Linked DNA regions of Mus musculus: regions 2, 3, 4, 5, 6 and 7 are each linked to region 1. The links are chromatin contacts, called in public HiChIP or PLAC-seq and promoter capture Hi-C maps. All regions are on one chromosome and are shown on one strand. The core of a region is the stretch at or near the end of the contact, and the rest is flanking DNA. Distances in the headings are between cores, read along the strand shown. Region 1 holds the start of Skp1 (S-phase kinase-associated protein 1). Region 2 holds the start of Sowaha (sosondowah ankyrin repeat domain family member A). Region 3 holds the start of Septin8 (septin 8). Region 4 holds the start of Aff4 (AF4/FMR2 family, member 4). Region 5 holds the start of Slc22a5 (solute carrier family 22 (organic cation transporter), member 5). Region 6 holds the start of Slc22a21 (solute carrier family 22 (organic cation transporter), member 21). Region 7 holds the start of Rad50 (RAD50 double strand break repair protein).

Evidence for each region. Promoter capture Hi-C pulls out the DNA fragments that hold promoters and counts their contacts. HiChIP or PLAC-seq counts read pairs in DNA pulled down with a chosen protein or histone mark.
Region 2: a contact with region 1 is called in an HNF4G HiChIP or PLAC-seq map of pancreatic cancer cells. The contact joins the promoter of Sowaha here to the promoter of Skp1 in region 1. A contact is called at or near these places in 3 of 115 datasets of contacts at active chromatin or transcription factors (astrocytes, embryonic stem cells and pancreatic cancer cells).
Region 3: a contact with region 1 is called in a promoter capture Hi-C map of trophoblast stem cells, with 4 times the contacts expected there. The contact joins the promoter of Septin8 here to the promoter of Skp1 in region 1. A contact is called at or near these places in 3 of 39 promoter capture datasets (the 3T3-L1 cell line, cranial neural crest and trophoblast stem cells) and 1 of 115 datasets of contacts at active chromatin or transcription factors (astrocytes).
Region 4: a contact with region 1 is called in a promoter capture Hi-C map of pre-B cells. The contact joins the promoter of Aff4 here to the promoter of Skp1 in region 1. A contact is called at or near these places in 10 of 39 promoter capture datasets (the C10 cell line, the HPC-7 cell line, cranial neural crest and 6 more), 10 of 115 datasets of contacts at active chromatin or transcription factors (the NIH/3T3 cell line, astrocytes, embryonic forebrain and 5 more) and 1 of 9 other capture datasets (liver).
Region 5: a contact with region 1 is called in a promoter capture Hi-C map of pre-B cells, with 2.0 times the contacts expected there. The contact joins the promoter of Slc22a5 here to the promoter of Skp1 in region 1. A contact is called at or near these places in 2 of 39 promoter capture datasets (embryonic stem cells and pre-B cells).
Region 6: a contact with region 1 is called in a promoter capture Hi-C map of liver, with 2.6 times the contacts expected there. The contact joins the promoter of Slc22a21 here to the promoter of Skp1 in region 1. A contact is called at or near these places in 2 of 39 promoter capture datasets (hippocampal neurons and liver).
Region 7: a contact with region 1 is called in a promoter capture Hi-C map of hippocampal neurons, with 5 times the contacts expected there. The contact joins the promoter of Rad50 here to the promoter of Skp1 in region 1. A contact is called at or near these places in 6 of 39 promoter capture datasets (cranial neural crest, embryonic stem cells, hippocampal neurons and 2 more) and 1 of 115 datasets of contacts at active chromatin or transcription factors (embryonic stem cells).

The regions. Positions count from the first base shown.
Region 1 is chr11:52,230,644-52,234,032 of GRCm38.p6, reverse strand. Skp1 (S-phase kinase-associated protein 1) reads right to left here and starts at 2,038. Exons shown (of 6, transcript NM_011543.4): 1 at 1,915-2,038.
Region 2 is chr11:53,478,065-53,481,775 of GRCm38.p6, reverse strand. Sowaha (sosondowah ankyrin repeat domain family member A) reads left to right here and starts at 1,581. Exons shown (of 1, transcript NM_183173.2): 1 at 1,581-3,711. The coding sequence starts at 1,869. The coding sequence ends at 3,515.
Region 3 is chr11:53,518,044-53,521,520 of GRCm38.p6, reverse strand. It overlaps Septin8 (septin 8), which reads right to left and starts at 1,785. Exons shown (of 10, transcript NM_001347496.1): 1 at 1,482-1,785. The coding sequence starts at 1,511.
Region 4 is chr11:53,349,314-53,352,671 of GRCm38.p6, reverse strand. Aff4 (AF4/FMR2 family, member 4) reads right to left here and starts at 1,905. Exons shown (of 21, transcript NM_033565.2): 1 at 1,543-1,905.
Region 5 is chr11:53,889,672-53,893,169 of GRCm38.p6, reverse strand. It overlaps Slc22a5 (solute carrier family 22 (organic cation transporter), member 5), which reads left to right and starts at 1,467. Exons shown (of 10, transcript NM_011396.3): 1 at 1,467-2,023. The coding sequence starts at 1,631.
Region 6 is chr11:53,978,858-53,982,443 of GRCm38.p6, reverse strand. Slc22a21 (solute carrier family 22 (organic cation transporter), member 21) reads left to right here and starts at 2,111. Exons shown (of 10, transcript NM_019723.3): 1 at 2,111-2,979. The coding sequence starts at 2,587. Gm30927 (predicted gene, 30927) reads right to left here and starts at 2,413. Exons shown (of 4, transcript NR_168634.1): 1 at 2,107-2,413; 2 at 1,047-1,135; 3 at 412-484.
Region 7 is chr11:53,705,255-53,708,957 of GRCm38.p6, reverse strand. It overlaps Rad50 (RAD50 double strand break repair protein), which reads left to right and starts at 1,639. Exons shown (of 25, transcript NM_009012.2): 1 at 1,639-2,031; 2 at 2,890-2,973. The coding sequence starts at 1,903.

The DNA of each region.
Region 1 (3,389 bases), core at 789-3,288:
TCTAAGCCAGCAATTTCTTATCATCAGATTTCCCCCTCATCCCTTCAAAAGAGGATTAATTCAAGACCTCTTTAAAATTCACAAGCAACTTTTTTTCTGATAGTTTTTGTTTTGTTTTTTGAGATAGGGTTCCTCTGTATTACCCTGGCTGTCCTGGAACTTAAGACTAGTCTTGAACTCAGCCATAAACCTGCCGCTGCCTCCAGTGCTGGGACTAAAGGTGGGCACCAAAATCCCTACCTCACATGCAACTAGGCAGGTCTGTGCTTCTAAGGAAGATACAAGCCTTCAATGTTACTCTAAAGGTACTTCTTAAGCATTTCTGGATCTGAGTTGTATTACTAACGCGATTTTTCACAAAAGTACAGGGTTTAGCATTTAAAATAACTACTACACCTATTTTAGGGTCAAACACTTAAGACTCAGCACATCTCCTAAAATATTCATTCAGCTTTCTGAGACACTTGTCCCCAATTCCTCAAGTAAACAAGCTTCAAGAAAGGGGGTTGGGAGAGGTAAAGCTTGTTTTACAATCATCCATTGAAATACCCAGCTCCCACTCATCCATGGTTGAAGAGACTCAAGAGTTCACTTTTCAACTAACAAACATGTCTGCAGAACAGAGAAGTCAGAGCAGCAGACCCTCCCTATGATAAGGCAACAATAAAAGTTAAAATAGGCCAGTTTTTAATAGCAAGACACTGTGTTCTTTTTATGATCTCTAGTACTACAATGAGCATTCCAGAACAAGTCTATGTAGTTGATAAAATTATTTTAAAAGACCACCCCGTATTTCCTTGAAATAATTCACAATAAATAAAGATGTGCTTAGTCATAGTCAAATTTAGGTATTAGGTTACTTGCAAGGGAGCCAGGATCTTATTAAATGACAGGGAGGCAATCGGTTAATCTGTAATTCAACGCACTCTGTAATCCTAGACTTCACTTTTGTTGTTGTGTTGGAATTAAGTGCAAAATTTTTAAGTAATAATGTATGAGGTTTCGATTTGATATGCTTTCAAAAAACCCTTCTTCAGTTCTCTAAGCTCCTAGACTTGGAAATTAATCATCCAAGTCTAGCATGAGAATTCTAGTATACCAGACTTTAAAAACAAACCTGTTTTAAGTGACTCGAAATTCTGACACTTGTTACTACACTGCAGGACGGAAGAGACTGCATTGTTCTATGCCACAATACAGTCTACTGTAACATTCTGCTGAAAAACTGAGTCTCCAAACCTGAGGACTCCGTGAAAAAGTGAACCAGAAGGCAGGTTTTAGCACTATCCCTTAAAAAACCCAAACACCTCAGGTTTTAGCGTCAAATGCCACACACCTCAGACGACAGTGTCTATTACAGTAACAAGTTCAGAGACTGCAGAACGTGACAAAACGCAAAGAAACATTGGGAGTCTGTTACCTGCATATTCGGTGGTTAAAAAGGTGAGACCAATAAGGAGCTAATTGACGCCAGATACAGGAGAAAAGGGAGGGAGCCAAGAATCAAATGGCAACGACAGCCACCACCTGGAACGGCCCAGGACCCCTACTCAAAGCCTCGCTGCCCACCCGGCCTGGAGCGCGGAGCAGCAAGCCTGTCGCTAAGGCAGGCCCGGTACGAAGCCTGGGCCTTCCAGTCGCGTTTGGGGCCGACTGACGTCGCCTGCAAAGCGGCAGGCCTGCCACAGGGCTCGACTCTCTTCCCTGAGCGAGCGCCGAAAGGATGGGAGACCCTTGAAGGCCTGACTCGGCCTCCTCGTGCCTCCCGCGGTCCGGGGGTCTGCAACGGGCCGCACGGCGCCTCAGGATACGAGGCCAGGTCGCCTCGCCGCCTCGTGCACTCCACAGCCAACGCGAGGCTCCCACCCAGCCCCTCCCTCGAGGAACGTGTCCGGCTCGCGGGTTGCTACTCACGGTGCTCCGTCTCAAGACCGCAGGCCCGAGGCTGCCGGACAGAGTTCACAACCACAACGAAGTATCGAGAACAAGGCCACTCGAGCGGCGCCGCGCGGCGTCGCCTTTTATAGCAGCGGGACGCAGGCGCCGAGGACCCCGAGCCCGTGACGTCACACAGCCGGCCGGGCTGGCCGTTGAGATCGCCTGACGGCAGTCGAAACACAGGCGGCAGACCCTGAGCGCCGCAGAGGTCTCCTGGAGAGGTGCTGAGCGGCGGCGGGTGGAGGGGTGGCTGGGCAAGAGAGGGACGTCCTCCTTACTCCGCTGGCCTAAACAGCGCCATGCTCTCCTTCAAAGCGGACTCCGGCACCGGCTGGGAAACCATCTCGACCCGAAGGGTCTTTCAGGCATGGGCTGTCTTAAACGGCTTGAAAGACCCCAGTCCTGGAAAAGCCTGGAAACAACAAACCGCAAAACCGGTTGTGGGTGTGTGTTTTCCTTAAAGGAGTCGCCTCAGCCTGACCACCGTTACTCTCCTAATAACCTAAGGAAATAGAATTGAGTTTGCTGACCAGGGGTTCAGGAGTTGAACCTTCTCTACTGATACTGAATTAAATATATATATATATATACATGTATGCCATGTTGAGACAAAGGTGTTTCTTTAACCTAGGCGGCTTAGAATTCTTAAATACTCCTGACATGGTACACCTGCTTATTTGATTTTTAAAGTTTTATTTTCTTTGCATTTTAAGACGGGACCCTGTTTGGCACAGAGTAGCTGTAAATTCAGTATGTTGACCAGGTTGGTCTAAAATTCATGATCTCCTTCCACCTGCGCTGGGGTCACAGGCATTTTCACCACATATATACTTGCCTGAAACTCTTGTTGTTTTGTTTTGAGACAGGGTCTTACTATATAAGGCTTGGAGCTCGCTATTTAAACTCAGATCTGTCTGCCTCCCAATAGCCAGCTTGGAGATTCGAGGCTAGGACCACCCTGTTGGCTAATCTTCACCTTTATTTCCTACCTTTGAACTTTGAAGAGGCTTCCAGGCCCCCAAATAGCCATTGTTGGAGTGAAGCGCCAAGCCTGGAGAGAGTCAATGTGAATGTAGCATGGAGGTTACATTCTTTGGGTAACCATGCTCTAGGCCAATCTGTGAGGCCAGTGCTGGGGATCCATCCAGCAATGAACGGGGACAGTCAGGCTCAACCTGAACAGGCTATGCTGTACAGGCGGCTCAAAGAAGGCTGTGATAAGGTCGCTAGAATGAAACAGCTTTGAAGTAAAGGGAGAGGCCTGAAAGCACCCATCTGGCCTCAGCCCAGCCAGGAAGAGGGCAATTGCCTGCCCTGCCCTGCCCTGCCCTGCTGTGTCTAGGGAGCATCACTAGCCCCACCAAGGCGCCAGGCTCACCTAACCAGTGAGCACATGATTGGTATTCCTGGCACCACGAAGACAAAAGACTTTTCCACACAGGGCCTCCTAA
Region 2 (3,711 bases), core at 332-2,831, 1.2 Mb before region 1:
ACACCCCCCCCCCAAGGTGTCTGAGCTGTGTTAAATCCTCTCTGAGTCCACATGGTGAAGGGGAGAACTCCTGGATGATGTCTCTAACCCCCATCCCTGCACCATTGCACGTCTGCCTGTGCCCACCACATACCACACATAAATAAAAGTTGGAAACAACAAACAACAAAAATGAAGCAAGCAACCCCGCCTCCACCCTCACTGAAGAAGTTCTTTCTCATCTGCATAACTCCCTACCCCACACCCTCGGTTCACCTTCACAATGGATGCTGTCCTGTACCACTGCCCAGCTGAAACCCCCACCCTGTCCCTGGTGAGCTTCTCCATGCTCTATAGTATTTCTATACTATAGTGTTCTCTATAGTATTTCTATACTATAGTGTTCTCTATAGTATTTCTAGGGTATGCTATAGCTCACATAGCACATTACAGAGCTTTCTGACTTCTGTTTCCTCCTGATAAATGAACTCTGCTAGGTCAAAGCGTTTATCTCTGCTAACATGTATCACAGCCTGAAAGGGCCTGGCTATGTTCTCAATAAATATTTGTGAAATAACTGAAGTTTTAGAAACAGCATGGGCTGGAGGTGTGGTGCTGTATCCTGGCATTTGTAAAGCCCTGGGTTCCATACTTAACACTTCAATATGGTTTCTATTTTGCTTTTTTTTTTTAATTTTTAAAGTATAAAAGACACATGAATTCATAGTAGAAGAAAGTATGTCAAAATGTTAATGGTCATTTCTGCTGCTGATATTTTTTCCTTCTTTGTTTTTTCCTGTGGGTTTATTCCTGAAATCCTATATGAAATGGGTTATTTTGGGCAAGCATGGTGGCACACACCTATAATCCTAGCACTCAGGACTGAGGCGGTGACAGCACAAGTTCCAGACCAACTTGAACTTCATATAGAGACAAAAATAAAGGGGGTATTTTTGGAATGGCTCAGTGAGTAAAGGTGCCTGCCACCAAACCAGATGATGTGAATTTGCACTCCAGAGCCCATGTAATGATGGAAAGCCGAACCAATGTCTCAAGTTATCTTCTTTCTGACCTACAAAACACACACACACACACACACAGAGAGAGAGAGAGAGAGAGAGAGAGAGAGAGAGAGAGAGAGAGAGAAACAGATAGACAGAGAGAGACAGAGAGACAGAAAGTCAACGAATAATAAAATATGTAGATCGCAAAGCTCCACATTTCAAAAAGTATTATCTATCATGAGAAAACTGCTTCCTAAACCTCTTGTGAGCCTCCAGTACCCTGCACTCAATACCACACAGGGAACTGTTCTTGCTATGAATTTTGTAAATCTGGTTGGTTTTTTTCCCCCTATATAAAAAGCATCAGACATTGGAGAGGTATTGATGCAATATATGCAGTGCAAGGACATATATATGTAAAATATTGCTTTTATTTTGTGGTAAATAGTGCTGAAGGTAATAAATACCCACGCCTCGCCCATACGCTGCAACATCCCCAGGGAACACACCCACCTAGCAACCGGGAGTGGAGCTGAAGAGCAACGCTGCGCCTTTAATTCCGCCTTTAATTGGTGGGGGCAGTGCAGAGAGGTTCCGCTTTCCCATTCCCTCCGCACCTCCAGTGGCAGCTGTCACCTGTAAGCCGAGCGCCGCACAGGGGCATGGAGCCTGGCGCCCATTGGACAGGACCTCTCAGCAGCAACCTACCCCCCAGTCTGGGGGCCAGGCCTGGCGCAGGCGGAGGATAGGAGTCCCAGGTGCCCTTCGCCCGGAGACTTCTCAGCACGGCGGCGAGGGCGTGACTGCAGTCCAGTTTCGGAAATCAGAGTCCCAGGTGAGCCCGGCTGGGCGGCTGGGGCGACCCCGGAGTCGCAGACACCGAGAATGGCGCTGGCAGCCGCCGCCGCTGCCGCCGCTGCTGCCGCAGGGGTGAGCCAGGCGGCGGTGTTGGGCTTCCTGCGGGAGCACGGCGGGCAGGTGCGCAACTCCGAGCTGCTGAGCCGCTTCAAGCCGCTGCTGGACGCTGGGGACCCACGGGGCCGCGCGGCCCGTAGGGACCGCTTCAAGCAGTTCGTCAACAACGTGGCCGTGGTGAAGGAGCTGGATGGGGTCAAGTTCGTGGTGCTGAGAAAGAAGCCCCGGCCGCCGGAAGGACCCGAGGCCCCACTCCCCTCCAGCCCTGGAGTGCCAGCCGCGCTGGCCCAGTGCGCTGCTGTCCCAGCGGAGGACAACTGTGCCCCCGGGGCTCCCCACTCCCCACAGCGATCAGGAGAACCGCCGGAGGACTCGTCCGCACCATCCGAGCTACAGCACACCCCTGAGACCCTACCCTCAGAGGTCACCCAGGTTGAGGCGCCATCAGGCTCAGCGCCACAGCCCGGGGGGCCGGAGGATCCGGCGCTACCTCGGTCCTCGGAGCTAGCCCGACCCGCCAGCGTGCCGTCGGGGCTGGCCCTGACGAGCACAGAGTCGCCAGGCCCGGAGCCTGCACCTCCCACGGCGCAAGTGCCACCGCAGAAGCCTTGCATGCTGCCGGTGCGCTGCGTCGTTCCTGGCCCCGCGGCGCTGCGGATCCGCGCGGAGGAGCAGGGCCTGCGCCGGCAGCGCTCGGAGGAGCCGAGCCCACGGGGCTCCCCGATGCTCCTGCGGAGGCTTTCGGTAGAGGAGTCGGGTCTGGGACTCCACCTGGGACCCGGCCGTTCCCCGCATCTCAGGCGCCTGTCCCGCGCCGGTCCGCGCCTGCTGAGTCCGGACACGGAGGAGATGCCCGTCGCGCCGCTACCGTCACCCGCGGTGCCCCTGGAGCCCACGGAGCACGAGTGGCTGGTGCGCACGGCCAGCGGTCGTTGGAGTCACCAGCTGCACGGGTTGCTCTTGCGGGACCGCGGCCTGGCTGCCAAGCGCGACTTCATGTCCGGCTTCACCGCGCTACACTGGGCGGCCAAGAACGGCGACCGGGAGATGGCTTTACAGCTGGTGGAGGTGGCGCGGCGTGGAGGCGCGCCCGTGGACGTGAACGCGCGCTCTCACGGTGGCTACACGCCGCTGCACCTGGCGGCTCTGCACGGCCACGAGGATGCTGCTGTGCTGCTAGTGGTGCGCTTGGGTGCCCAAGTGCACGTCCGCGACTACAGCGGCCGGCGTGCCTACCAGTACCTACGGCCTGGCTCCTCCTACGCGCTGAGGCGTTTACTGGGTGACCCTGGCCTGCGATCTATGATGGAGCCTGATGCGGCCAGTGGTGGCAGTGGGAGCCTTGTGTCTCGGCACCCCGTGCAGGTAGCCGCCACCATCCTCAGCTCCACCACTAGTGCGTTTCTGGGCGTCCTGGCCGATGACTTGATGCTCCAGGACCTGGCTCGTGGCTTGAAGAAGTCAAGTTCCTTCAGCAAGTTCTTGGGTGCCTCGCCCATGGCTCCCCGAAAAAAGACCAAGATTCGCGGTGGCCTGCCGTCCTTCACCGAAATCTCTCATCGATCCACTCCAGGACCTTTAGCTGGTTTAGTGCCCAGTCTGCCCCCTCCAACCTGAATGGCATTGGAGCTACCACCTACCAGGGCCTGTGGCACGCTGTCTAAGCCTGTCCAAGACAGGCCCCAAACCGGCAGTCTGTCTCATTTCCGATTTTATCTATTGCAGCCTGGTGTAACCAGATGGGCCTCCACCTTCTGTTTGAAATTTGACGTGCCTACAGAGATGGGATTCTTTTTCCCCCGTTAGAGAAACC
Region 3 (3,477 bases), core at 536-3,035, 1.3 Mb before region 1:
GAGGGTTAAACAGCTTGCAAGAGGTCCCATGACCAACAAGTGGTATCTCTAGGAATCCTCTCGGGCCACTGATGCTGGCTGCTTTACACATACTCTCATCCGGCAAGATCAACTGCTAGACAAACCTCTGACCTCAATACAGAACAGACACACCTTCTGGTCGGCTAAGCACAGAAAACACAGCGTCAGACAGGCACACACACACACACACACACACACACACACACACACACCCCTTTTGGTCTCCATCCACTAGGCAGGTTTATAAGGACTCAGCTGTTTTCCTGCAGTACATAAATTCCATTTTACGTACTGCATTTCACGCCGCGGGAGTGAAGTGGACCTTGGTTTGGCCCAGCCTCTGCATCTGTTACCCATGAAGTCAAACTTACTTAACAGACACACAGCCCCCTCCCCAAGGGGCACAGAACACACCAGTCTACACATTATGAAAGCTCCTGCTTTGTTATGCATATTCGCAAAGACCAACAAATGTATTTTCAGATTAAAGAAGAAATTTGCATATATAAATTCAGATGACAGTATTTATAGCAAAATTACATAAGTCCTGGCTCCCTTATTTAGCCCCAGAACCAATTCGTTATCGGTCACACATTCAGAATTCTCCCTCCCTCCAACAGCCCTGGGCCCTCCTCCACCTCCTCCCTCTCTTCCCCTCCTCCCCTTCCAGTCGACCAGGGCCTCACATGCTGGCAAGAGGACACAGCTTCCTTCACCGTCACAGCCTAGCCTCCCAGACACACCCAAATCCAGCCTTAGACACCAAGAGTGCAGACAACCCCCAAAAGGCCTCCCTCCGCATGCTATAGCCTGGCTCAAGTCCACAGACACCCCCCTTAGGACCACCAAGGGGCGTCAGCCTAGAGAGAGGCAGGTCCAGACTGGGGCCCAAACAAACACTCAATGGTTTGGATCTGGAATCACTTCAGCTCCTGGGAATGGCTGCCGCAGAGCCAGAGCCAACCACTGAGGCCCTGGACCTGTCTGGAGTCGCACCCAGGATCCAGGTTCCCGGGAGGGCAGTGGAGGAGATGAGCAGCGAGCCTGGGTTCTTCCAACCCAAAGTCTGCAACTCCCCTGAGCTCTTTCTGGAATGTGTGTGTGTGCTGGGGGGTAGAAAAATCCCTGGATCCCTGGGGCTCCATCCTCACTCTTTGCACCCAGATAACAGCACCTGCGCGGCAAAGGCAAGTACCCAGAGGTGCAGGAACACCCTGGGAGAGAAGAGTCGGGGGCGTCCGGGATCCTCCCCTCTGGACACGAGTCTTGTCTTCACACCTGCCCCGATCAGCCCAGATCTTGGCTTCTTCCCGCGAAAGAGCTCACATCGCGCGAAGCCCAACACTCTGAGACACCCTCCCGGGGTTAGCTCCCGGGTCCCGGGGTTCGAGGCCCCGCCGCGCGGTGCTGACAGCCCGCCTCGCGCCCCCTCCCGTGCCCCTGCGCGCCACAGGCCTCACCGAGACGCGTTCCAAGTCGGTGGCCGCCATGGCGAGCTGCGCACCGGGCGGGCGGGTTGCGGGGAACGCCGGGGCCGCGGCGGGGATGAGCCGGCTGCGGGACGCGCTCCGCCCGGGCGGCTGCGGCTGAATGGATCCAATATGGCCACTTCCTGGAAACTCCCCTTGGCGGCGGCGGCGGCGGGAGAAGCCGCGGAGCCGGCCCCGCCCCCGCCCGCGGGACCGGCCTCCCTACCCGGCTCGGCCCCAGCACAGCGCACTCCCCGCGGCTGGGACCGACGGGGGTCTCCGCGGCTTGGCAGGAGGTACTAGCTGCGGGTGCTGCTGGGACTTGTAGTCTGTGAGGTGGGGGGCCCGGACTGCCACGTCTGGGGGACCCGGGCCTCTCCGAGGCCTGCTGAGTGTCCCTTGGAAGCCAGATTAGTGCATAGCACAGAGGGGTGCTACGTGTGCCCTGGGAGTTCTGCCTCCAAGCTGACTGTCTCTACAGGAACCTGCAAACGCACTGGGACCACCGATCGGATGGTTCATGCGCTGCAGGTCCGAGAGAGATCCCTCAGCCTCTTCTGCCTGTGCCATAGGTCCCACCTGATGCTCTAAGCTGGAGCTAGGGCGGGAGCCCTGGGCTGGACCGGTGCATCCTGCCAGGCAGCCTTTGGCTCCTTGCGCAATGATGAACCGGAGAAAGATGCAGTTTGGGAAGCGGACTCGACATCTATGCGCAGCATACTGCTAGTGATCCTCACCCTGCTTGTCCCACGAGTTTGGAGTTATGGCATTATGCAGAGAGGAACTTGGTTCTCACAGTACGCACATCTTCGCCAACCATACCACTCAAAAAAAAACCTACACAAACGTCTCAAGAGGCTCCGTAAACTTTTTCAGTGACTACAAGATCTAGCTCGCCCCGTCTTCTTTTCCCTGCCTTTCCCTAAGGTCTCCCTGATAGTAAGGCAAACTTTGCCTCTGTCCCTCCACTACCCACGAATGTGCATCCCACCCCCAATATCTTCTTGAGAAACAACCCTGTCCTCCCCTCAGTGGAAACGTATGCCTGCTGGAGGTATCTGGAGACCACATCTGGACTTGGCACACCCCGTGCTGTGGAACACTTCCTGTCCCCTCCATAGAGTCAGTCTCTCTCTCTCTCTCTCTCTCTCTCTCTCTCTCTCTCTCTCTCTCTGAAGAGAGAAGAAGCTTTTCCCTTCTTTCTTTACAAACCATGTCTTGTCTCCAAGGTACCCAGCTGAAGTATCTTGGAGTTCTTAACAGTGTTTTTATTTTGTTGGATGCTCCACCGTGCTGTTGTTCCTTGTACGTTCTCTGACAAGAAATGTGGCCCCGTGCAGCTCAGTTTGGTAGAGTGCTTGCTCGCTAGCGTGCAGGAAGCCCTGAGTTCTGTCCCCAGCACTGCATAAGCCAGATGTGAGGGGCACATTTATAATCCTAGTATTTGGAAGTTAGAGGCAGGACAGTTCAGAGTTCTAGTCATCCTCCATTATAAAACAAAATGGAGGCCAGTCTGGTGACCCCCCCCCAAAGAAAGAAACAAGACACCCCCCAAACAAACAAGCAAACAAACACCTGGGGTCACAGCACAGTGGTTAGAGTGGGGAGGTGGATTAGTGATGAACTTTCCTGTTTGAATCACATCCCACACCCAGCTTCTTAACCTTACTATGAAAGCTACTCTTCTGATGGCGTGTATCCATGAGCCAGCAAGGTGGCTCAGCGGGTAAAGTTGCTTGCCACCCAATCTGATGGCCTGAGTTCAATCCCTGGGATCTACACAATGGAGAGAACTGGGTCCCTCAAGTCTCTGAAAATGAAGAAAAACAAGCAAGGGGCTTTAAATTGTGATTGGAACCCATTGTTTGCTAGTGTCTCCTCTAGCCCTAATGTCTGACCCCGGGAGTGCATGGGAGAGCATGCGGAGTGCATGGGGAGAGCATGCGGGGTTGAGGATTCCATCATCTGAAACAGTTGCTGCAAGGAA
Region 4 (3,358 bases), core at 656-3,155, 1.1 Mb before region 1:
CAAAAATCAGCCTGCAGATAGCCACAAACTGAATGACAACTGCTGGTATTCATTTAAAAAGAAAAGAAAACAGACTGCGTCTAGGTTTTCAGGAAGTTCATCATGAAAGGCAACTTTTTGAAAATAACTTTTTAAAAAACAACTTTTTGAGACTTTTTGTTTGGAGACTGAGGGCTGCGAAAGTTAGTGACAATAAGGAACATAAACCTGAAGAAGTTGAAGAAGCCAGCTTTGTTAAAAACCAAGTGGCCACTTGCCAACACTTCTTTACGCATATGTGACCAAAGACGACAGAGTCTAGGCTTCCTCTTGGTCCACATCAGCTTCTCATCAAATCTCGAATTAAAAAGAATCTCATAAACATTTCAATACTGATAAGTTAAAAGGACCATCCAAACAAAAGAGTTTATAAAGCTTCGGAGAATCAACATGGAAACAAAGCTTTAAGCTTTGAACCTCCCCCCACCACCACCTCGGCTCCACAAAAAGCACACATTTTAAATGTCACACAAACAGCCTATTCACGGGCACCTAGGGCTTAGATTCCGGCACTGGAAAGGAGGCTAGCTTCAGTTTAAAACCTCAGCGGGGAAGAAAAACCAGAATTCTGACTTGCAACTGACGAAACTCGGAGAACCCTGAATCGAACTCTTGGTTCGAACTTCACTCACAACCATTTTCAGATCAGGGCTCTCGACTCCCCATAAAGGTGTCATCTGTGAATGAAAAGCCTAATAAGGAGACCCCACAAACACCCTGGGCTCCTGTACCCCATGATCCGTTCTCAGAGAGTGGGAAGCAACAGCAAAGTGGAAGGAACAAAGCACTGACGTCAATTACGAGATTAACCCTGCGCACAGGCAGCTGGGGAGGCCTAAACATCAATACCCAAAGCCCGGCCATGGCGATCGCCAGGTACCAGGCCGGTTCCGAGCGGGAAGGAGGGTTTCTCCTATTCCAACCCAGGTTCCCATTTTTCCACTCAAACCCCATCGACCATCAAGGACGGAAATTAACACCCCCCCAGCCTCCCCCCCTTTTTTTTTTCTTTCGGTGGAGGGGAGGTGGGAGAGTGGGGGTGGGGGGAGGTGCGCAGGATCGCGAGAAGGAAGGCGAGAACTAGTTGAGAAATGATAGCCAGAATCTGGGCCTATTTTCTCTTTAACTAGGAATGACTTGAGTCAGACGAAGGAAAAATTTTTCAAAGGATAAATCCGCCGACCGAATCAAAGGGAGGAATGGAGGAAGGGACAACGGGGGGGGGGGGGGAGGAAAAAAAGAAGAAACGGCCAGATGATGGGCGTCTGGAATGTCGGATGGGAACGGCTTGGCCTTTAAAGAAAAAAAAAATGATTTTTCTTGTTTGAAATTGATTTCGGAGAGAAAGTGGGACGAGAAAACGTAGGGCGAAGCCGGATCCAGGGGCCCCCCGCCCCGCGGGTCTCCGCCAGCGTCAGCGGCCGGAGCCTCGCCTTCCCCGCGGCGCGGCCGCGCCTCAGACGTCAGTCAGTCAGTCAGGCAGGCAGTCAGGCGGCTTCTCACCTCCAGTCCCCGCTCCGCTAGGCCCGAACCATTTCCCGACCGCGGCTGCGGCGGCGGCGGCGCCCGGCCTGCACCTTCACCGGACGCGCATTCGGGCCCGCCCAGGAGGCGGCGACCGGCTGCCTGGGGCGAGGGGCAGCGGCCGATCCGGAGGCCACGGGGAGCCGAGGCGGCGCACCTCACACCGCGGACGCCAGGGTTCCGCCCCGCTCCATGACGGCCCGGCCGAGCCCCGGACGGGTGACTGAGGCGGGGGCGGGCTGACGGGGCCCTGGCACCAAGATCCCCGCCCCGTCCGCTGGGGGCGGCGGTGGCGGCGGCGGCGGCGACGACTCGACTCCCGCAGCCGGGACTGGGACTGACGCAGTGGCCGCGGCCCATGTGACCAGGGCCGGGCTGCTGCGAGCGTCACGTGACCAGGCCGCGCCCCTCCCGCAGGCAGCGCGGGGGCTGCGGCCCTGCTGCTGCTCTGGAGGCGGCGTCGGCGGGGCTGACGCGCGGGCTGACGTGCGGGGGCGCCTGGGCCCGGGGCTGGGGAGCGGGGATGCGAAGCGCGGGTCGCAGCAGGTTCCGCGGGGCCGCACCAGCGTCAGACCCGGGGACAGAACCCGGCCCGGGGCACACGCCCTCCTGCGCAGCCCGCTAGGGAGGCGCCGCGGGGCGGGGCGCAGCCCGGCCGACCGGTTTTGGGGTGCAGGTGAAGGCCCAGGCCCTGCCGCCCGTGTCCCGCAGCGCACCGCAGGAGTAGAGAGGGAAGGATGACGTGGAGGTCCGCAGCGACGTCGTCCACTGCTGCGTGTGACTTACTGTGGGAGGATAAGCCGGCCCTGCATCGTCTTAAAAAAATAAATAAATAAATAAATAAATAAGTAAATAAATAAATATCAGCCTCTGTGGGCTACTTAGTGGATTCAAGGCCAATCTGAGCTACTAAGAAAACCCTGTCAAAACAACACACGGCGACACACACACACACACACAAACACCATCGCTCTTAACATCCTGCTAGTCCAGACAAGCCATAATTTAATTGGAATCAGTAATTAGACAAAGTTTTAAGGTTTCCTAGAATCCAGTAATAGTAGCGCAAGAAAAGTGTCCTCTTCCTCTACATCTGAAAAACATACAATCCTGTCATTGGTGTCCCATGTCTCTTATCTGCTTTCTTTATTTGATGGTACCTCATGCAGATTCTCCACCTCTAACATCTTGAAACACTTCACTCGTTATTTGTAGTTTGTAATTTCACAGTTTGGAAATCCACTCAACTACACACGAGTTCTAAGCCATGTCTCAAAACCACTATCGAGGTATGGTCTGGCGCACACCTTTAATCCCACCACTCTGGAGGCAGAGGGAGGAAGATTTCTGTGAGGCTGATATACATATCCAACACTGGGCAGGTCAAGGATATATAGTGAGAGCCTGTCTCAAAAAGAAAAACACTAAATAAATCTTAAGTTTTACATAGGGTTTCCTCTGTGTAGCCCTGGTTGCCCTGGATCTCACTTTGTAAAACAGGCAGGCTTGGTGCTCAGAGATCTGCCTGCCTCTACCTCTGCTTCCTAAGTGCTGGGATTAAAGAAGTGTATCAGTGTGCCTGGCCATCTTTTCTACTTCCTTATGAAAAATACTGGTGGTGGTGAGATAGTTCAGTGGCTTAAAGGCACTTGCCCACAATCTTGGTGACCTAAATTCTATCCCTGTAGCACACATATATATCTTTCCTTAACAGGTACATTCACACATCACACTCACATATAGACAGCCACTTGAATGCTACAACAGGGGCCCAAACTGAGGATGGAGACACATG
Region 5 (3,498 bases), core at 218-2,717, 1.7 Mb before region 1:
GTTGCTTTGTCTCTGTAACCAGAAAAGTTACTAACAGCTACTAAAGCAATTGTAGTTACAATGTTTGCCTGTTCCACCGCAATGCTGAGGAGCACGGTTGGTCAGTTGAGGTCAAAGCTACTGAGCAAGCCAGGGCAATATAGCAAAACTCATCTCAAAAAAATAAATATAGATAAAATTATAAGGGTAACTTCTTATTTTATTAGACAGTGTTGCTTCAGAATCATACAGTTGCTGGTCGGTTTTTTGTTTTTTGTTTTGTTTTTGGGTGTTGTTGGTTTTTAGAATATATTACTAGGACAAAATAATGGGTTTCATGGTAAAGTTTGTTGTTGTTGTTTATTTGAGAACCTGGAACTGGCTATAAAGACCAGACTTGATTAAGGTCCTTTGCCACAAACTCTGGTAAGTTTTTGTTTTGGTTTTTTAACAAGTTGGCTCCTGCATTAATTGTAAAAATTACAAATCTGAGAGATTAATCCTACACTAAGATCCTTAATCTTGAAGTCAAAATTTTACTATTTCTTAAATCAAAAGACAACAAAATAATTTAAGAACATAATAGTCTGGGAATTAAAATTCATTGCCACCTTTCTCATCACCAGTCTCAAAATCCACCCCTTTTTAATATATGTATATATTATATGTAAATATATATAACTATTATTTTATTTTATGTGTATGAGTGTTTTGCCTGCAAGTCTGTTTTGTCTAATGTGCCGAGTGCATGCCTACTGGGCCTGTGAGCTGCCCTATGCCTTTTAGGAAGCAAGCCAAGGTCCTCTGGAGGAGCAATCTGGACTCTTAAAGAGAGTCCTAGCTGAGCTATCTCCGCAGCCACAAAAGATGGCAGTCTTTCCAGGAAAAACTGCAACAAAGGCTGTCGTTGTCAATGAGACTCTCCGAGGTTCACAATATCTCTCAACCACAACAAAAATTTGAGAAGGTGGGCTGTTTACTGCTTAAATTCTAAGCCTCTTTCCATTGAACACCCAGAATGGTCTTCCCAGGATGGCCTTGGACACAAACTTTTCAAAGTCACCCTTTCCCTCAAGAGAAGGGCACCCTGGGAACCTGCTCCAGGAAGTGTCCTGAAAAGACCCAATTCCGCCCCCTAGAGCGGACCTGTTAGGGGCGTGGCTCACAGACGCCCCGCCTCAGTCTTCCAGTCTGGGCGGAACTAGAAGTGTTCACCCAACCCGGGCCCCGTAGAGACTATGGAGGCGTGGTCGAATGAAGCCACACCCCTCCCTCGCTGACAGTTCTGAAGCCCGGTTCAGCCCCGCCTTCTGTACCGCCCAGCTAGTTCTGAGTCCTAGCTCGGCTCCGCCTCAGGCGCACGCGCGGCCGATGGCCGGCGCCCACTGTGCGTCACTCAGGCCCCTGCCCCGCCCCCGCCGTGCCGCGCCGCGCCGCGCCTCAGAGCCGGGACGGCGGGGCGGGCCTTGCGGCCCAGGCCCATGCCCAGAGCCCGCCCCGCCCTCAGGCCCTATGTAAAGTTGGCGGTGGCCGAGTCGGAGGCGTCGGTGGGAACTCACGAGCCTTGCACGCAGAGGCTCTCAGCGCCCCGTCTCCCGCGCCACGGTGTCCCCTTATTCCCATACGGGCGCTGTGGGAGGCTGAGGACGGCATGCGGGACTACGACGAGGTGACCGCCTTCCTAGGCGAGTGGGGGCCCTTCCAGCGCCTCATCTTCTTCCTGCTCAGCGCCAGCATCATCCCCAATGGCTTCAATGGTATGTCCATCGTGTTCCTGGCGGGGACCCCGGAGCACCGTTGCCTTGTGCCTCACACCGTGAACCTGAGCAGCGCGTGGCGCAACCACAGTATCCCGTTGGAGACGAAGGACGGACGACAGGTGCCTCAGAAATGCCGCCGCTACCGACTGGCCACCATCGCCAACTTCTCTGAGCTAGGGCTGGAGCCGGGGCGGGACGTGGACCTGGAGCAGCTGGAGCAGGAGAGCTGCCTGGATGGCTGGGAGTACGACAAGGACGTCTTCCTGTCCACCATCGTGACAGAGGTAGGTGACAGCCCCCCTATCAGGGTCTGGTGACATCGCGGCGACGGTTGTAGCCCTTCGTCCAACGCACAGGCTGATGAGCATCCTCCAGTCAGGTGGCCCAGGAACATTTTATGAGATGACTTCTAGCCATAGTACGCCCCTCAGGGGACAAGTGTCTGGCAGACCATCCGTCCATAGGGTCCCATTGAAGATAGAGTCCAGAAGGTTCTGCCCCTTAGGAGATGCCCTGAGACCCTGAGGGGTGGGACTTTCTCGAGGTAGTGATGTGATTCAGAGGGGCCGGATTCAGACTTGCTCCAGAGAAGAGGCCACAGTTTTAGCCTCTGTTCAGAAAGGAAAGACTCTTTGCAGAACTTTTTAAAGTTAAAGAAACGTGTGTTCCAAACTCTCTACCTTTTCTGGAGTTATTCTTTCTTCCCTCACCTGTCCTCATCCCAAAATGAAGGCTTGCCATGCCCCAGGAGAAACTGTTTTCCATTTGCCCGCGATGGATTGTTACTTCTTAAGGACCCATGTGTCTGCAGATCTATCCAGGGTGACTTGTTGGTATGGAGTCTTTTCCACAGTATTCTGGGACAAGATCACTGGAGAGGTTCGGTAAGGCATGTAAGGTTACTCTGAAAAGCGATGGAAACCTAATTCCTCATCCCCTTGCACTTTATTCTTGGGTGACTTTGACATTTCTCAGTCACTCTGCTGGGGGTGTGGCAGGCCATTTAATGGTGCATGTGGATGTGTTTGGGGACTTGGGCACCAACTGTAGTTTCCTGGAGGCTCAGCAGTATTGAATATGCAGAATATGAGAAGAATCTTCTGTGATACTATTGAGCAACTGGTTCATTGAGTATCAGGGATTGGGATTGGCCAGTTGGAGATAGTTTCTTGGTGAGTTTAGTTAGCCCTTAGGTCTAGATCCAACATCAAGAAATGGTTTCAGGAGCAGTAGGGAGAAGCTAGGAGTACCTGTTTGGCATTTAAGACTCTTGGAGGTATAGACTGAGCTTCCCTCCTTACAGGGGCTCTCAGGTATATATCATTCTTCAAGAGTAGAGTCAGAGAGTATCCCCACAAGAGTCACTGTCTGTTTCCTTTGGGAGTTTGTGGTTAGATGTGTTCAAACCTGTGCTTACCTACTACATAAGTAGTAAGAATGAAATCTGAGCTCCATTGGGGATTTTTAACTTAAGTGACATCGTGCCAGGATCAGGTATCACTACCTAACAAAAAAGGGCCTGGTCAGTGATGGAGCACACTCCTTTAGTCTGAGCACTCAGGAGGCAGAGGCAGGAAGAACTCTAGGAGTTGGAGGCCAGCCTGGTCTACAGAGTTGAGTTCTAGGACAGCCTGGGCTACATAGGGAAGTTCTCTATTTTGAAAAACAAAACAACAACAAAAAATGTATTTACTGAGATAGTAAAGTGCTTTTGACCCCTGAGTCCACAGAGAAGGGATTGTCAATTGTTCTACATCTT
Region 6 (3,586 bases), core at 862-3,361, 1.7 Mb before region 1:
AAAGAAAGAGAGAGAGAGGAAAGCCCATGGGAGAAAACAAAGAAGCATTGAAATGCACTTTCTTAAGACAGAAACATCATGTAATGTTCAAATTATTAGTAACAACCCAAATTTTTTAAAAATTTATTTTATTTATATTTTATTTTTAAAGGCCTTAAAATAATACCACCCAACAGGGTAGCCACTACCTAGAAGTAGTTGCTGAGTATTTAAATGTGTACTTCACTAGATTCAACAGAAACATCCTATAAGATACACACCGAAGTCCCAAGACTTAATATGAAAGACAGGGATTGGTGATTTTTAATAAGAATCAAATGCATTTCAATACTTTCCATGCCAACTTAATAATAAAATAATAACATAGTCTTACAATTAATTCCATACTCTTTAAGGAAAAGCTTTTCTTACACAACTGGGATCCAATCCAAGGTCTGGTGCATGTGAGGCCACACCCCAGCTCTAAAGGCTTCTACTATGAGCACTGGCAGGGAGAAAGAACACAGGACAGCCACTTACATCTCAACCTCACATGTCCCTGCAAGTACCAATATGTAACGATACTTCAAATTGTTAGTTCTTTATGCAAAACTTGAATCTGACCACGTAAAATTTTTATTTACTAGATCTGGACATTTTATTAATATGGCTGTGACAATTATTGTTGTCAACTTGACAGGGTCTAGAATCACCTAAGAGAGAAACCTCTAGGTGTCTGTGAGGAAGCTTCTAGATCTCATTAGTTGGAGTGAGAAGAGTGACCCTCAGAGAGGCAGCATCTGTTCCATGGCCTTTGGTCCAGGACTAAGTAAGAGGAGAGAAAGCAAGCTGAGCACCAGCATTTCTCTCTCCTGGCTTCCTGACTGAGGCGACTGTGACAAGCTGACTCCTGCCACCCGGCCTTCCCAGAGTGACCGACTCTACCCTCTAAGCACAAGCCCAAACCTCTTCTCCCTTAAATTGCTTTTGTCTCTGTAACCAGAAAAGTTACGAATACAACAGCTACCAAGACAATTTTAATGATAATGTGCATCTGCTGTACACACCTGTTGTCCCTGCTACTAGAGAGGATGAGGCAGGTGGTCATTTGTGACCAAAGTTGCAGGTAAAGCCAGGGAAATACAGTAGGCCCCATCTAAATAAGTAAATAAATAAATAAATAAAATTATAAATGTAACTTCTCATTTCATTTGACAATATTACTTTAGAATTACACAATTGCTATTTTTATACCTTATCTTTTTAATTTTAGGAAATACTATTTGCACAAAACAATGGATTTCATTGTAAGGCTCTGTGTTTGTTTTAAGACGGGTTTCACTGTGTAGTCCTGACTGGCCTGGAACTATGTAGATCACCAGTCAGCTCCTGAATTAACTGTAAAAAATAACTAATTTGAGGGTATAATCCTAGACTAAGATCCTTAATCTTGAAGTTAAATTTTTATATTTGCTTAAGTCGATTTGATGAATAACTGAATGATTTCTTAATCTTTAAAAACATAAAGCACAGAACAGAGCCTAGAAATTGAAATTCATTGCCCACAGCCTCATGACCACAGCCTCAAAATTTGTCTCAATCTCTTAATGATTATTATAATATGACATTATGTGAGTGGGCGTTTTGATTGCATGTATGTCTGTGCACTATATGTGACAGGGGACCAGAAAAGGGGATTAGTTCCCCCGGAACTGGAGTTACCAGAAGGTTGTAAGCCTCCAATGCGTGCTGGGAATTGAACTCAGGTCCATTGAAGGAGAAGACTTTTGGTGGGATACAATCCCTTTCTGACCCATAACAAAAAGTTGAGAGGGTGTTTCATACCGAAATCCTACGCCTTTCTCCAAGTCAACACCCAGCTTGGTCACAACTTCCCCCAAAGGAGCCCTGGGGACCAGCTCGGGGTTGTGGCTTGAGAAGACCCATCCCTCCCTCTAGCAGCAGCTTCGGGGCGGGGACTACAGCGGCCCCGCCCCCAGCCCGACTCGCTCGGGGGGTGTGGCTTGAGAAGACCCGTCCCTCCCTCTAGCAGCAGCTTCGGGGCGGGGACTACAGCGGCCCCGCCCCCAGCCCGACTCGCTTGCTCTCGACTGGGAAGGACTTTACCTCAGGGCGTTCCTCAGCGAACAGCTCAGAGTAGTAGGCAAGGGACTCCTAGGCTCCCTCACACCCGCGCAGTTCTGAAGCCAGGCTCCATCCCGCTTCCGCACTGTCCAGCCAGCTCGGAGACCGGGACCAGACCCGCCTCACGTACAGGCGCGTCCAGTGCCCACTACGGATCACTCAGACTCCTGCCGCGCCCACCCCACGGTTCGCCTCAGGACTGCACGGCCGGCCTTGCAGTCTAGGCCAGACTCCGCGCGGAGTCCATCATGGCCTCACGTCCTCGGTGTCTCTGGCGCTGGCGGGGTCTGAGGCGGCGGGAGGAACTCACGAGCTTCTCCGTGTGGAAAACGTCTCCCGACGCTTTCTCGAACTCCTCTTCGACGAGTGACTGGTGCTCCGCGTGCACGGACAAACCGTGCGCCGCCCACTGCGCCCGAGTATCCTCGGATTCCCGGCGGGACGCCGTGGGCTGCCGACTCTATGCTTGACTACGACGAGGTGACCGCCTTCCTGGGCGAGTGGGGGACCTTCCAGCGCCTCATCTTCTTCCTGCTCAGCGCCAGCATCATCCCCAATGGCTTTACTGGGTTGTCAGCCGTGTTCCTGACGGCGATCCCGGAGCACCGTTGCCGGATACCAGACACCGTGAACCTGAGCAGCGCGTGGCGCAACCACAGTATCCCGATGGAGACGAAGGACGGACCAGAGGTGCCTCAGAAATGCCGCCGCTACCGACTGGCCACCATCGCCAACTTCTCTGAGCTAGGGCTGGAGCCGGGACGGGACGTGGACCTGGAGCAGCTGGAGCAGGAGAACTGCCTGGATGGCTGGGAGTACGACAAGGACATCTTCCTGTCCACCATCGTGACAGAGGTAGGTGACAGCCCCCCTGTCAGGGTCTGGTGACATCGCAGGCAATGGTTGTTCCTTAGTTTAACCACAAGCTCCCTGGTGATGAGCATCCTTTAAGAACATTTTATGAGATGACTTCTAGCCATAGTACGCCCCTCAGAGGACAAATGTCTGGCAGACCATCCGTCCATAGGGTCCCATTGAAGATAGAGTCCAGAAGGTTCTGCCCCTAGGAGATGCCCTGAGACCCTGAGTGGTGGGACTTTCTCGAGGTAGTGATGTGATTCAGAGGGGCCGGATTCAGACTTGCTCCAGAGAAGAGACCACAGGTTTTAGCCTCTGTTCAGAAAGGAAAGACTCTTTGCAGAACTTTTTAAAGTTAAAGAAACGTGTGTTCCAAACTCTCTACCCTTTCTGGAGTTATTCTTTCTTCCCTCACCTATCCTTACCCCAAAATGAAGTCTTGCCATGCCCCAGGAGAAACTGTTTTCCATTTGCCAGCGATGGATTGTTACTTCTTAAGGACCCATGTGTCTGCAGATCTATCCAGGGTGACTTGTTGGTATGGAGTCTTTTCCACAGTATTCTGGGACAAGATCACTGAAGAGGTTAGGTAAGGCATGTAAGG
Region 7 (3,703 bases), core at 390-2,889, 1.5 Mb before region 1:
TCATTTCCCCCTTCCCTTTTCTCCCTTCAGCCCTCTCATGTTCTGTCTCCCCTTTACTCTCTCTCAAATTCATGGCCTCTTTGTTATTTTACACACACACAAACAACCTACCGAGCCAGTTAGTGTTACTTGTACACATATGATTTCAGGGCTAACCACTTGGTATTGGATAACCAACTCCTCCCCAGAAAAGACCACCTCTTCTCTTCTCAGCAGTTAATTCCATTGTAGTTCTCTATGGGCTCCCTTTCCATGTCAGCATGTCTACTGATGCTGTCCTTGTTCAGGTCTTGTTTAGGCAGCCATATTGCTATGGTATCATGTGTGAAATTTTCTGTCATTTCTAGGAGACACAATCTCACAGGTTTCCTGGACCTCTGGTTCTTACAATCTCTTCACCCCCTCTTCTGACATGTTCTGTGAGCCTAGGTCCAAGAGTTGTGCTGTTGATCTATGAATCAGGGCTGGGCACGCCAGGCCAGCCTTTTATTTTTGTATGAGACAGGGTCTCACTCTTAGTCCACACTTAACAGTGAAAGGCATCCTCCTGCCTCAGTCACTCACCTGAGTGCAGGAATTACAGGTTTGAGCCTCCATAGCCAGCCCCTTTCTACCTAATTCCTACCTTGTGACCTTGTTGACAGGAGCGGACTTTCTTCCTACTTATAAGAACCCTGTCTTGGAACAGCATCTGGTTTTGGGTCCACAAACTTTTGGTCTTAAACTCCTTTTGCACTTTTAAATACTGCTGAGGGTGGAGGCATTGTATATGTTACTAATAGTTCAGTGGCAAAACTTTAAAAAAAGCCTACACACACATATATACTTTGTGTATTGCCTGCATGTATTACAGCATGTCTATGCCTGGAACTCAGGGAGGTCAGAAGAGGGTGTTAGATCCCCTGGAACTGGAATTACAGATGGTTGGGGCCACCATGTGGGTGCTGGGAATTGAACCCCGACAATCTGCAAGAGCAAGTGCTCTTAACCACTGAGCCACCTCTCCAGCTCACAAAACCATTAGCTCTGCAAGGATCTCAACACAAGCCTATGTAAGCATTAACTAGCAACATTTACAGCTTAGTAGAAATGAAAACTGATTTATTCTAAAGGAAAAATATATACAAGAGTGCAGTCTATTGTAATGGCAGCACCACAGTCACGTGATCAAGAGAAACTACTCGCCACTATAAAGTGAAAAACCAAAAAAAAAAAAAAAAATAATAATAATAATAAAAAGTGACAGTGAAAAACGCTGTTAAACAGTACTGTCCGTACAGTAGATGTCATTAACAAACCACTAACTGGGGTCTCCGACTGCACCCCAGCCTACCCATGCGGTCCAGGGATCCAAATGTGGACGTAAAGTATGGTCTTCGCTACTTAAGATGGGCTAGGAGGCTCTGTAATAGCGACGCTTGGAAGACTGAGGCAGGAGAATCGCAAGTTCGAGCCTACAGAGCTAGACCCGATCTCAAAACGTCAAAGCAAACAGTGATAGGTGGCAGCTGCCTCCCTGCCCAACTTCTAAAAGACAACAGCTACTCGTCCTGCTCGTGTTGCTTAGGACTCCCACTTCCCGGCATGCCCCGGGCGTGCGAGAGGCGTGGACAAGTACGCGCCCGCCCCCACGTGACCCCAGGTCGTGCGAGGCGGGAATGTGCGAGCTTACGGTTGCTGGCTCGCTTGGCTTTTCTGGGCTGTGCAGACCCTAACCGGCCCGCGCCCTCCCGGGAAACCGAAGCCCGCGGGGCCGGAAGTGCTCTCGCCACCGGAGCTCCTGCTCGCAGCGCGTGTTCGGAACTTTTGGGTCCTCTCGCGGCGTTCCTTCCCGGCTTGCCCAGCTTCCGCCTTGAGGTTAAAACTCGCCCCTGGCACTGAGTAAAGGAACGTGGTGCAAACATGTCCCGGATCGAAAAGATGAGCATTCTGGGCGTGCGAAGTTTTGGGATAGAGGATAAAGATAAGCAGATTATCTCTTTCTTCAGCCCCCTCACAATTTTGGTTGGACCCAATGGGGCGGGGAAGACGGTAAGTCCTGAGGCGAGGGCCCCAGAAGGTGTTTAGGGCGTCGCCCTGCGCGCTGCGTGGGCCTCGGGGACCTCAGAGCCGGTCCGGCCCAGCAACTCGGAGTGTCGGAAGCCCACGCGTGCGCTCCGCTCTGGCATCTCGTTCCCGGGGAAGGCCGGCTGCGCCCCTGCTTCCCAGCCCCGCCCCCTAGTTCCGGAAGCGTAGCAGACTCTCGCCACCTACCTGTGCCCAACTGGGACCTCCCAAAAGCCCCTCCAAAAAGCTTTTTTTTTAAATATGAGAGATAGGTAACCTAGAGTTGCAAAACATGTCTACTGGTAAAACATAACGATGGAAAAAAAAAGACTTATTGTGGACATGAAGCTGATAGAGTAGCCCTAACGCTGGAAAATTATTTTATTACTTCTGAAGATTTGGGCAATGCGTTGTGACACACTCGTTTAATCCTAGATTGGCAGAGACATGCCCATTTCTATGAGTTTGAGGCCAGTTTGATCTACACAATAAGTTGCAAGATAGCCAGAAATACCAACTTGGATGTTGAATGTCAGGAGGTGGACTTTTATGTGGAAATGTTACTTGACATTGTACCAGGTCTGTTCTTAGCCTTGATCTCCTGGAAGGAAGACATAATAAAGCGCTTATAATCACTAGCTACATGTATACATATTTTTTGCTATTATTTAATTTATTTATTTTGGACACAGCATCCCACATAGCTTAGGCTGACCTGATCTTCTTGTCCACCAAATGCTAGAATTGTAGATACACACCTCCACACCTGGCTGTGAATGAATATTTGTCATAAACTACTGTGGTTCTCATCACTAAATAACACACAACTTGCTCTTTTTTTAGACCATCATTGAATGTCTAAAGTATATTTGTACTGGAGATTTCCCTCCTGGAACCAAAGGAAATACATTTGTTCATGATCCCAAGGTAATGGTGTCTGTAAAGTTTTGTATTTTAAGAATTAAATTTTTATAATTCTAAAAGTAGTGGTTGCTTATTGTAGAGGACCTTAGAGTGGAAAGTATGCAGAGAAGATGGTCACCTGCAGTGGACGCACCCAGTGATAACCATTGTTGGCATTTTTATTTTCCTATGTACTGTTTAACCCAGCAGAGATCATAGTCCTATCTAATGGTACATTTCGGGGTTTTCCCCCCAGAGCACTGTCATACAGTGTGAAGTTATTAAAGCACAATAGGGCTGACAAGAGCAGGTAAACACATTTGCTGGTCACGCCAGGGTCAAACTTAAGAAGGGTGAGGGGAGAATTGACTCCACAATGAGTTCTCTGACCTTGTGTCATGCACAGACATTCGCGTGTACATACACACATACACACACACACACACACACACACACACACCTCTAATAATAATAACAAATAATAAAAGGAAGTTTTGAAGAAGAAAGCAAAACCACTATAATGATTTCTTAATCTTGGTGTATGGGATGTTTCAATCTTTAGACTTTTTTTTTTTTAATTTAGCTGGAGTCTTTTAGTTGAAATTTGTGATGCTATATAAAATCATTAATAGTTGCAGTATTATTTGCAGTTAGATTGCTTTTAGTTTTTCACCATAGTCTACCGTGATGTAAATCTTTGGAATGCCTTGTTTGGATTGTGATGTTTTACATATAAATATGTTTTGCATATCTA